Linked DNA regions of Lactuca sativa: region 2 is linked to region 1. A link is a contact called in public Hi-C data. All regions are on one chromosome and are shown on one strand. The core of a region is the stretch at or near the end of the contact, and the rest is flanking DNA. Distances in the headings are between cores, read along the strand shown. Region 1 holds the start of LOC111895467 (glyoxysomal fatty acid beta-oxidation multifunctional protein MFP-a). Region 2 holds the start of LOC111895474.

Region 1 (6,093 bases), core at 1,645-4,144:
AAAAGGAAACAATCCATATCAAACTTTCATAAGTCCACATTCCACAACACGATATAATAAGGTTATAGAGAGTTAAAAGTGTTAAGCTTCGCTGCCTTCTTTGTTATACACGCACCACATAGACCTTAACTCTCGCCAATGGGGTTGTCAAGAAGCCACCACCAAACCTAAAATGTATAAAAAATAAAATTAGTGACTAAATATATACAAAATAAAAAGATTAATGTGCACAATAAAACTTATAATAATGAGTCATAAGACAGTTAAATTCAATGATAAAAAATATACAAAATAAAATAAAATTTATATACATACCAAATTACCATACATTTACAATTAATTAACCATAATAAAAATATAACAGGTAAAGAATAACCTAATCATAAAGTATTTTGAGAACAATAAAAATACAAGAGTGTTTGTAACATATAATTTTCTTATTTCTTCATACACTCATTTATATGATTTTTTTTTTAATGTTTTTAGGTGTTTTTTAGCTAATAAACATTTCTTATTTGTACTTTTATTGTTTTTTTCTTATCATTTTATTATTATTAATACTATTATTATTCTTATTGTTCTTATTAGTTTTTACTAATTATATATATTTTTTAATTATTCATAGTTACAAAAAAGTATATATATATATATATATATATATATATATATATATATATATATATATATATATATATATATATATATATATATATATATATATTGTATTTTTTATTTTAGGAATTATTATGTATCTTCGTGTGTTTGTAAATGTTGATTTACAAGAAAGACATTAAGTGTATACCTTTTTGTCATTATGACGTATCAACATATAACTATATTATATTTGATAAGTCTTGTTAGTAGTCGACTAAATACATACAATCCATCAAATAGATCATACACTAATTATAATATAAACATTGCTAATATACCATATAATTTATAAAAAAAATTATATTTTATTTACTATTATTTGTTTTTATTTTAAATAATTTTTATTTTTATTATTTAATTATAACAATACACCTTAACAAATACCAAATAGACAACAAAAAAACAAAAACAATAAAAAAGGCCGAAAAAAACAACAAGATGACTAAAGATGAAAATAAAAATAAATAAAAAGCTATCATATGTATTTAAAAAAAAACCTATCATAGGGTGCATTATATTTTGAGATGAGAAGACAGACATTAAATGATATATTAATCATAAGACAAAAATGCAAAAATGCTCCATGTGGTATGCATTTTTTTGGGGTTTTAGTCAAAACCACGATTTTTTTGGATTGTTGGTCATTTTGAGGTAGTTTCTTTGCGTTTTTTGTCCCTCAGTAAACTAAAAAGACTATTATGCCCTTATGATATATATTTTTATGCTTTTTCTATTTAATTTAAATGAAAAATAAAATAAGTAACAAATTTAGGGCCCACATTTCTCTTTTTCTCTTACTCTCTCTCTCCCTCTCTCTCTACAAAACAAAAATCCTGATGTAAAACCCTACACCTCTCTTTATCCCATCACCAACAAAAGAAAAACGACGACAATTGGTGCTCATGACCTTCCACCATGTCTTCCCGACACAGATCCATCGACGGCGAACAGATAACCCACTTCTTCTCTTTTCTTCGTTATATTTTCTCTTTTTTTTTCCTGTCGAGACTTAGCTGTCGTCCTCAACCCCCCAAACCCACTGTATTCTTCATTCGTCAGAGTAATGGAATCCAAGGTTTTTAATGCACGATCCATTAACTTCCTTTGTTTCATCTCTTGTAAATTGATCTTTATGTTATTATTACATATGTAGAGGCGAGTTTAATCAACAAGAAAGCCTTCCATCTCTATCACCCTTATTAAGGAAGAATGAACCGGGTATCAGATGATATTATTCTTTCCGATAAACAGTGTGGTTTAGGGATTTTTATGATCTGGGTTTCTTCCCAATTTGTCCACATTTCTTTTCAGGTAAGTTACTAATTGTGTCTTAGTTGAAATCAGAGAGATGAGAGAGCTAGAATAGAATCGAGAGGGAGAAAGAGAGTATGAACGAAGGAGAAAGAGAGAGACCTCTAGAGAAAGAAGAGCACACAGCCATCGTTGTGCCTGCCAATCTGCCATGGCCTGCAATAGCGCCAATGGCGGCAGTGGAAAAGACGGTGGTGGCACAGGGTTGGGCGACAATTGGAGGTCCTTCAGTGGTCTGGAAAAAGTCGATTTTTCTTGGAGAAAATCGTGAGAACGATCTTTGGTGGTCCAACAACAGTCACATTTTCCTTTCTGATTTTGGGTTGAAGGTACTGTGAATGGAAGAAATAAAAATAGAGAGAGAGAGAGAGAGAGAGAGAGAGAGAGAGAGAGAGAGAGAGAGAGAGAGAGAGAGAGAGAGAGAGAGAGAGAGAGAGAGAGAGAGGATGTGGGCTCTTCTTTTATTTTTTAATTTTTAAAATAAATAAACGGGTAATAGATTTACAAAGAAATGGAAAATAAATACCCCAAAGGTATTATAGTCATTTCACTATTCAGAGGGACCAAAAGTGCAACTAAACTAGCTCAAAAGGACCATGAAACCAAAAAAATCAAGGTTTGAACTAAAACCCAAAAAAATGCATACCACAAGACCATTTTTGCAATTTTGTCATAATAATAAATAAAAAGGAATTAAAAAAAAAAACAAAATATGAAAAGAAAAAACAAAAGACAAAAAAATCAAGAAAATAGAATTAGAAAAGAAGAAGATACTTACAGCGTTAGCCTTTACTTTAATCCAAACTGAAGTTGAAAATAAATCAGGGTTGGACTCTAAAATAGAGAAAACAAAATATAGTTTGAGATGTTCTAATCATAGGGAAAGACATATTTACTCCGATGCATCAATGTCAAAATGGGCAGGCGCGTAGGTTATGATGCTCATGTCTGCACAAAAAGTACCGTCCAAGCGACCCACATGTCACTGTTTATTCGCTTCAATACGGCGTCGCTTATCAGTTATCACCCCCCTCCCCCTTCAGGCCCCTACTACTAGTAATAAAAACCCATCTAAATCCTCTTCCGAATTCTGTAGAAATATTTTCTTTCTTTCTTCTACTACACAACACAGGATGGGAGGAACATCAACGATTTCAGTTGGGTCCGATGGGGTGGCTATCATCACCATCATCAACCCACCTGTTAATTCACTTTCTCTTGATGGTAATCTCTCTCTCTTAATTCTTAATTCCACGTTTCGTGTTTTTTCTTCCAAGTGAATTTTCAGTTTCGTATTGTAATTTTCACATACGATTACCTGTGATCTTAATTTTAGTTTGTTTGATCTACAACTTTTCCCCGTCCCCCCTTTCTGCTACTTGGATGTATGTGAGTAACTTAAATTAGCTATTTAATGATATCCCCTATGTTGCAAACATGCATACGATTTTATTTTGGATCAAGTTTTTTGAAGTTTATACTCCTTTTTTAACTACTCTTGAAGACTATTTTTTTTTTAATAAACAGCAAAGATGGTGATTGATCTGCAATGAACCTGTGCTAATTTTGCGTTCAGAAGTAGTAAGCTTGATATAGATGACAATATAATCCTCTCCATATCTGTTTGTTCCTTTTTGGGTGTTATTATCGTCATCAGGGTTGAATTAGGGCAAAATCTGAAAATTTCTTTAATCATTATCCGAAAGACTTGGGAAGTTATGATTATGCTTTTAGATTGCAATTTGCTTGACACCTTTTTAGATTAAATATGAAGGCTAATATAAATTAGCATATGATAATTTGGGGAAACTAGATGGGTGATTTGTTGAGCCATGTGAACAGTGTGATGGCTTGTGATTGTGTGATTTCTGTACTTTCTTTGGTATCTTATTATTAGCTAATTATATTAAAATTCTCCCATCTCTTTATTTCAGTACTTAATAGCTTAAAAGACTCTTTTGACCAAGCCTTACGAAGAGACGATGTGAAGGCAATTGTTGTAACAGGCAAGTTTTTTTACAAAGTCTTATGTATAATTGATTCTTTTTAAGCATTACATAAAAGTTTAACACTTTACATGATCTGAAACAGGCGCAAAAGGCAAATTTTCTGGTGGTTTTGACATTAGTGCTTTTGGTGGAGTTCATGAAGGAAAGGGTATGCATAGTGTATGAAGTACATTCTATCTTTTTTTTTTTAAGTCATAATTTTGTTAAAATTTCTTAATTTTTCATTTTGGTTTGTTGTTTATAGCTATGACAACAGGAGCAGCATCAAAACCTGGTTATGTATCAATCGATATTCTGTCTGATACCCTTGAAGGTATGTCCATTTACCATGGTACCCCTCATAAATGTATTATATATTTTTTATTTTTTTTCAAATGTTGGTGTTGGTTTCAGCTGCAAGAAAACCATCTGTTGCTGCTATTGATGGGCTTGCTTTAGGTGGAGGATTGGAGGTTGCTATGGTATGTTTTATTATCATTATTTTTATTATTATTGCTGTTTTTAGTTTTTCTTAATGTTTTTTATAAAGTTTTCTTGATTTTTATTTTCAGGCTTGCCATGCTAGAATTGCTACTTCTACTGCTCAGTTAGGCTTGCCTGAACTCCAGCTTGGTGTTATTCCTGGATTTGGAGGTATAATTACGACATTTTGTAAATTTTTCGCTAAATTTCAAACTAATTTTGTTAAAAGTTTTGTTGAAATTTACCTTCTACTTAATTATCATTAGTGTAGGGTTTTTTTTATAACTTTTTATTGACTTATGATTTTGATTTTATTTCAGGAACTCAACGGCTTCCAAGACTTGTTGGTCTTGCAAAGGCCCTTGAAATGATGTTGGTATGTTCTTATTTCTTCCAATCCACCAAATTCTGCTTCTTTTACTCTCTGCATCCATAAAAATTGCAACTTTTTATATTTTAGGGTCAAATGTTGCATTTTTAATGAAAAGGAGCAAGATTTCTTGAATTCTTTTTAGTACTTTTCAGTTCTTGATAATCTCTCTTTCTCTCTCTAGACATCAAAACCAGTGAGGGGAGAAGAAGCTCATAGTTTGGGGTTAGTGGATGAAATTGTATCAGGAGATCAATTACTTGAAACAGCACGTAAATGGGCATTAGACATATTGGAAAGAAGAAAACCATGGATTGCAAGTCTTTATAAAACTGATAAATTAGAGCCACTTGGTGAAGCAAAAGAAATACTAAACTTTGCTAGAGCTCAAGCTCGTAGACAAGCCCCAAATTTACAACATCCACAAGTTTGCATTGATGTTATTGAAGAAGGCATAGTCTCGGGCCCACGTGCAGGCCTAAAAAAGGTTTGCACTTTGCATTTGGTCTAATATATAAGTTTGTTTCTCAGTTTTTAATTTGACTTTTTTGTATTGAAATTTGCAGGAGTATGAAGAATTTCAGATTCTTTTACAATCGGATACTTGCAAAAGCTTGGTTCATGTCTTCTTTTCTCAACGTGGAACTATGAAGGTAGCGTTTTCTTTTTTGTATGTGAAAGATAATTTAAGGTGGTTAATTACCAATTATACCCTTGTTTCTCTGTATTAATAATAATAGGTACCAGGGGTGACAGATCGTGGTCTGAAGCCAAGACAGATAAAGAAGGTTGCTATTCTTGGAGGAGGTTTAATGGGTTCAGGGATAGCAACAGCTTTACTTCTAAGTGGATATCAAGTTATCCTGAAAGAAGTCAATCAAAAGTTCTTGGAGGGTGGATTAGGCAGAGTCAAAGGTATGAATCTAATAAAGTCAACACTCTGATATACAAGTTTTTAACAAATATCTTTTATGTGCACACAGGCAATTTGTCAAGCAGTGTAAGAAAAGGTAAGTTGAGTCAAGAAAAGATGGAGAAAATTCTGTCTTCTCTCAAGGGCGTTCTTGATTATGAAAGCTTTAAGGATGTGGACATGGTGATAGAGGTATTAATTTTAACCATTTAGTATTTTATTTTTATGATGTATAAAGGTGACATGTGTTTTGTTGTTGAATAACCAAACAGGCTGTTATTGAGAATGTGTCTTTGAAGCAACAAATATTTATGGATTTGGAGAAGTATTGCTCTCCACATTGCATACTTGCAAGTAACACCTCTACAATTGAC
Region 2 (6,551 bases), core at 3,924-6,423, 140 kb after region 1:
GATCCTCTGGTGGCCTTTGATGGGAAGGTGAACATTCGATGAGAGGAATGCATAAATGTCCCAAAGAGAAAAGGTGCATGTTGTGCTTTTAAGGTTTAGACAAAGAGGGTATTTTAGAGAAAATAATGGTTTAGAGGGGTGTTAAAAAAATATTTGTATCTGTAAACATGATTCGAAATTATCCGAAATTCCGGATATTTGATTTTTCGGATTCGGATAGGGGTAGTAGTTTTCAAAAATTTCGGATATTCCGGATATCCGAAATCCGAAATATAATTTTTATATATTTAATTTTTTTTTTCTTTTATTTATATTCACTCATGGGCCAGTGGGGGTTAGAGTTTATATTATAGGTTATATACTTATATGTATTTTTTTTCACCAAAGTTACTTTGATACATTTGCGTTAGGTGTTCACCATCAAATTTTTTTCATCGTGCTTTGTTTCTAACTGGTGCAATTGGCATGAAGTGTTACCATTTGTTTATGTTCTAATGTATGACATTTAAAAGTCTTCCACGTTTTTGAGTTTTCACCAAAAAAATTATTATTTGTAACGTGGAAAAGAATTGAAGCCCCATTATATATAAGTTTTATGATATGATTTTAGTGTGTCCATATTTTGTTTTCTATGAACACGAAGTCAAGTACATTCAAGAACGACAAGAAGAGACAAATAACGAAATGCAAAGAATTTTGTGAAAAATGATTAAGTTAGTAAAAAAAACTTTGTGAAAATGCTCCAATTATAAATTATAATCTTGTTTCCTAACGTGAATTCTAACATTCTTCTAGACTACTTAAATGTTTTTCCAATTCATTTTAATTGTTCATTTCTTTAAAAAAAAAAAAAAGAATTTAGGTATGTGAATCCATATCCGAAAATCCGGATACTTGAATTTCGAATACCCAATTTTCGGATACAGATTTGGATATCATAATCCACTATCTGAAATTTGGATATCCGGTTTCGAACACCCCTACTTATAGGCATGGAGTGATTATGATGTACTCTTACCGTTTCACGGGTAGTTTTTAACCTAGACAAACTTTGTGAATGTTTAACGATTAAGAAGTTGCCTCTTAATTTGAACCGTTAAGAGGTTTACCAAAGATCCCCCAAAACTATCAAGGTAATTTCACTTGTGAAGTGCACGAACTACAACACTTACAAACAACTTAAGAAGGAACAATGTCTTACCCGATTCAATTATAAACATGGGAAATAAAAACCGAAACATAAACAAGAGAGGGCACATATACAAAAAAGATTCTTAACCGTTAGCGAACACCATATAGTTTTAGGCAAGGAAAAAGCCAACCGTAACACTGTTGTAATTAAATGATATTCTGGAATATAATGTAAATATTAGATGAAAATGGAGTTCGGGTGACCACAAAACATGGTTATGTTTGTGGTTTTATGAGGAGGACCACAACACAACTCATCCACAGCTTCAAAAGGAACAAATAGTCAAACCCACAACACGTGTGTAGATTCCCAACCTTATGTGTCCATGTTGGACATAATCACACACGTATCATTATTATTAGTCACTTCCTATTACTAAAATGTTGTGTGTTTGTTTCTATAAAATTAAAGTACCAAAGTTTGATCTACGTTATTTAATAAAGAAGCATTTTACTGTCTTCCCAATGCATGCAATAACTATAAAAGGTACGATCTTTTTAATCTCAAAATATTTTGCTATAATTAAGGATATGTGTTACGGTCATCATGTTGTTTGTGGGGACATGGGAGTTGATGTAACCTCGCGGCCCCGTTGGAAATAAAGACGTAAGTGAGCTGAGCTACTCGTGAGCGACTCGTTAAAAGTTCAACTAAAGATCATATTAAACGAGCCCCACCCGAGCTCGAGCCTAAATATGAGGCTCGTTTGTTAAACGAGTTCGAGCCGAAATACGAGGCTCGTTTATTAAAATAAAGAAATAATTGAGGAGTTAGAGATGTAGGGTATTAGTAAACGAATTTCTTAACGAGCTTGAACTGAACCTAAGCTTATTTAGGCTCATCATACAAAATCGAGCCGATCTCAAGCCTGAGCCGAGCATATATAATTCTTCACGAACTCGAGCTGAGCGCGGTGCAATAAAGCTCAAATCGAGCCGAGCTCAAGCTCAAGCCCATCTTAACTTAAACGAGCCCGAGCTGAACCTGGCCAAGCTCGGGCTCGGCTCGACTCATTTACATCCTTAGTTGGAAACATGTCGCCAAGGATGGCTCCGTGATCTGGATACGACAACGGCCTCGATGGCCTCCTCTTTTCCCTTCAAAATCGACCGTTGGCACCGGTCATTTACTTTACACTGTTTTATTATTTTTACCTCTTATAACTATACATTTAACTTTCAACATTTTTACAAAAACATTCTATATGTCTCTCTTATTTTCTCCTATAACCGGCCACACATCCAGTTGTAACAAAACTCAGCTTAGCGGTTCAAACATACTATCCAAAAATATTTTTCCGTCTCAAGTCTCATCACAACCATGCTACCTGCAATTTGATATCATCTTGAAACTGACATTTTTTAGGTGGAACAAACCATTGCCTTCCTACAAAGCCTTCATGTTATGTGATGCAAATTTCACAAAACCAACTCCATGCATCTTAAACCTCAAAATTTGTTGCCACCAACGATGATGACATGTAGTACTGCCAATAATGACACGCAGGTACCTAATATTTACCTAAAACCCAACCTGAACAATCCTAACCACAAAAGAGCTCTAAAAATCGCAATTTTTGCTTGTACGTACGGGTCCTGCTCGCCTAAAACATGGACTAGAGATGAACATTTGACATGGTGGAACTGGACCAGATCGGAAGATCGAAAAAACAAGATCGAATGTATTCAATGTAGTTCTTTGTTCTCCATTTCTCATTAAATATGTTCACGGTTCTTTGGTTCTCCTTAAAGAGCACACTTACTTGTAGAATCGAACATTAACCCGAACCAATATATTCGGTTCGGTTCACGGTTCAACATCTCCCACTAACTCAGTTCCCGGTTCTTTGATTCTTGGTCCGGTTTGGGTTTGGGCCGATGCTCATCCCTAACATGGACTATGGTCGGGGACATCTTTTTCACAATTTTTGATTACTAAAGCTCTAAAATTGGTAAGTGCGTGGGAGAAATCTCGAAGGAAGGCGCAACTGGTAATACACAAACTTGTAGCTTATAAGTTATCTTTTAAAAGATTAAGAGATACTAATACTAGCGTTTCAACAAGTTTATTGAGTTTCCTTTTCCAAAAAATATAAAATTTAATAATTATAAAAAAAGAAAATCAAACTTTCTACATGTAATTTTACGTATTCCAACTAGCTTATTAGCTAGGTTTATCAAACGTCATTGAAAAGGGTTAGTGTGAGCTTATCCATGCGGTTATGCACTCATCGAATATAAATCCATTTTTTGAAAGATCCTGTCTTTTGTGGTTTGGTGGGTCTCCGAGATCCTTTCGATGACCTATGTTGTGTTGAAAGATCCTGGCATAGAGCTCGCGGTAACAGTGGAACCGGGGAAAGTATACATAAAAGATAGTTCTTTTCTATTATATATTATATTAGTCTTTATTTAACTCATATTAGATTAGTCTAAGTTAGTAATCTATGCTTAGTGAGTCATTTCTTCCGTGATGAACTGTTGGCGCCAGTCCTATATTTTGTCTTTGTGGATAGAGAGGAGAAAGGGGTGTGGGAAGAGGATTGTATTATGAGAGAAGCAAAGAGGTTAAACCTCTTATTTGTTAGGCCCCGTTTGATACACATCTTTCTAGGCCCAATCAAATCTTTCTGGCTGAATGGACCGGAAAGACTGTTTGATTTGTACAAGAAAATGGGTCTTTCCCGGTAAGATATGTCTTTCCCAGAAAGCCCCAAAATCATATCTTTCTGGATGAATGGGCTGGAAAAACAATTATGCACCAAACCCTGACTCTTTCTTTCTTTCTTGGATAATTAATTTTTTTAAATAACTTTTTTTTTAAATTTATTTTTTATTGAATTATTACTTTTTTCATCATTTAGCACAGTCAATCAGATGTACAATCAAACAGAATGATTTTTTTCACAGTCAGAAAACTTTTCCAGACATCACTTTTTAAGACATAAATTATCAAACCAGAGTTTTTTAGAGTAACTTTTCAACTAGTTTGTAGTTGAAAATTTATAAGAACAACCAAATCATTGAAAAAACTTCTCCAATCATATTTTTAAATTTCAAAGATGGTGGTTTAAATAAAATATATTTTAAAAACTCTAAAAAAAACTAATATTGTGGATACTGTGACCTTTTCCTATTTGTTTCGCAATAAATCTTATTAGAGCCTTGATATGGCATCAAAAATATATTAAATCAAACATGCAAGCTCCTAAATCCTCTATTTTAATTATTCTTCAGCATTCCTATCTCTTAAATGTTTGCCATTTTTATATAACAACTAAACTTGTGAGTTAAAACCCATTTAAGACGTATTTATAAACAATCAATACGTTTCAAACTAAAAAGAAACTCATGTATGATACATAACATGATATTTTTGCATTACAAGAAAAAGAAATCCAAACACAAAACTGATATATTTGTTTCATTCACATGACGTATATAAATGAATAAAAGATTCTTAGGACTTACGTTGGTTGGTATTTTAAGATTCAGACGAAGTTCAAATCAACAATAATAATGTGACCTTGCATGATTCTTTTTGCTAACAGTTATACGATGAGACTACATCTTATGATATTTTTTGGGCTGAAATGATATAGTCCCACAGTTGTTTTTGAGGTGGTATTTTGGACGCTAATAAAACACCCAAGTTTAAGTCCAAAAATTGTAATCTTACGCTTCTAGGATAAGCTTTTTTGCTAATTTTTTCTATACCTACACGCATGACTAATCTTTAAATACCTGGTTTAAGCTTCACATTATACTAATTTATACTAAGGTAATTCCTAGTTTAGTTTCATACTATAGCCCTTAAATTTGTGGGGTTCGGAAGAAATAAATGAAAGAAAAGATTAAATAGAAGAGATAGGAGATAGGATAGGGGAAGGTTATTTAATTTAATAATAATATGAAAGGAAGAAACGGACTTGTTTTTGGGACACCGAGTATTTTGTTTGCAGGTTTAAGAGATTCTTTTTCAGATTATTATAAATTACAAATCTCCTCCTTCACTCCATCACTCCACCACCCACACCCACACCCACTGCACACATTATTTGTCCTCTCTATCTCTCTCTACTCTGTAGGGTTTCACTCTCTATCTTTTAATAATCCAACTTACTCAGTCATACACGTGCCTCTGGGGACTCTCCCTTACCTTCATTTACACTACCCTTTGACCTCTCTCTCTCTCTCTCTCTCCAACAACATCAAGAAAGATATAGCAGCTTAGATTTTTCATGGAAGGCTTACCGGAAGACGCCGGAGATGGCAGCATGCTCTGCACCGAGCATCCATTCAAGAACAACACACCGGCAGGGGGTATATGCGCCTTTTGTCTTCAAGAAAAGCTCGGGAAGTTGGTGTCTTCTTCTTTTCCGATAGCCGTTTTTCCTTCGTCTTCGTCTTCTTCTCCGTCGTTCAGATCTGACATTGGTGGTGGTGGCGGGAGCGCCACCACCGTCGTCCCACCACGGTTGACAAACCAGACTTCCTTATTGGTTTCAAATACTCAAATCACCCCGAGTAACACCACGAATGAGTGTCACTATCATCAGTATTATTCTAATCGATCAAGGATACTTTATTTGCTTAGTCAAAAGAAGAAGAAAAAGAAAGATCTTAACATTATTGTCGACGGCGGCGGCGGACATGGCCACGATCGGAACAAAAATCTTATGTTTAAGAGAAGCAAGTCGACGGCCACGCCTAGGCGTGGCGGGGGGATGCATTTCATGGATGCAGATAATGTCGACGGTTTTAACAGCCCTCATAAACGTGGGTTTTGGTCGTTTTTGTACTTGCAGAAACACTCTCATTCTTCTTCATCAACCAGGAAAAATATCAGAGACATTTCTTCGAACAGTATGGGTGCGTCGGCATCGGCGGTTGGTTCTTTCCCTCAAGTCCAAAGATCTCGTCAAGATAAAGATACAATAGTGGTGGAAGAGAATGAGAGTCCTTGTCACGCTTCGTTTGACCGAAAGGTGTCCAGATCCAGATCCGTCGGGTGCGGCAGCAGGAGCTTTTCCGGCGACTTCTTCGAGCGGATCTCGACGGGATTCGGCGACTGCACGCTCCGCCGCGTGGAGTCGCAACGCGAAGGCAAGTCGAAAGTCTCCGGCATGCGCGGCAACGGGGGCCAAGATTGCATCAAGGAAAGAGTCAGGTGCGGTGGTTTATTTAGTGGGTTTATGATTACTTCATCATCATCTTCTTCTTCCTCATCCTCTTACTGGGTGGCTTCAAACCCAAATGAAGGCACCACCGCTGGTAATGTCAATGCAGCCGGAAAAATGACTTCAACAGGCGGAGCCGGAGCCGGAGCAGGGCAGAACCAACAGCATTCTCATGGCCGG

What was found. A called contact is a pair of places that touch in the nucleus more often than the background predicts.
Region 2: a contact with region 1 is called in a Hi-C map of seed, with 4 times the contacts expected there. The contact joins the promoter of LOC111895474 here to the promoter of LOC111895467 in region 1. A contact is called at or near these places in 2 of 4 Hi-C or Micro-C datasets (leaf and seed).

What each region holds. Positions count from the first base shown.
Region 1 is chr6:168,729,362-168,735,454 of Lsat_Salinas_v11, forward strand. It overlaps LOC111895467 (glyoxysomal fatty acid beta-oxidation multifunctional protein MFP-a), which reads left to right and starts at 2,895. Exons shown (of 18, transcript XM_023891544.3): 1 at 2,895-3,189; 2 at 3,900-3,971; 3 at 4,057-4,122; 4 at 4,219-4,287; 5 at 4,368-4,435; 6 at 4,526-4,607; 7 at 4,757-4,812; 8 at 4,991-5,293; 9 at 5,373-5,459; 10 at 5,547-5,721; 11 at 5,790-5,911; 12 at 5,992-6,093. The coding sequence starts at 2,901.
Region 2 is chr6:168,870,268-168,876,818 of Lsat_Salinas_v11, forward strand. It overlaps LOC111895474, which reads left to right and starts at 5,174. Exons shown (of 1, transcript XM_023891557.3): 1 at 5,174-6,551. The coding sequence starts at 5,433.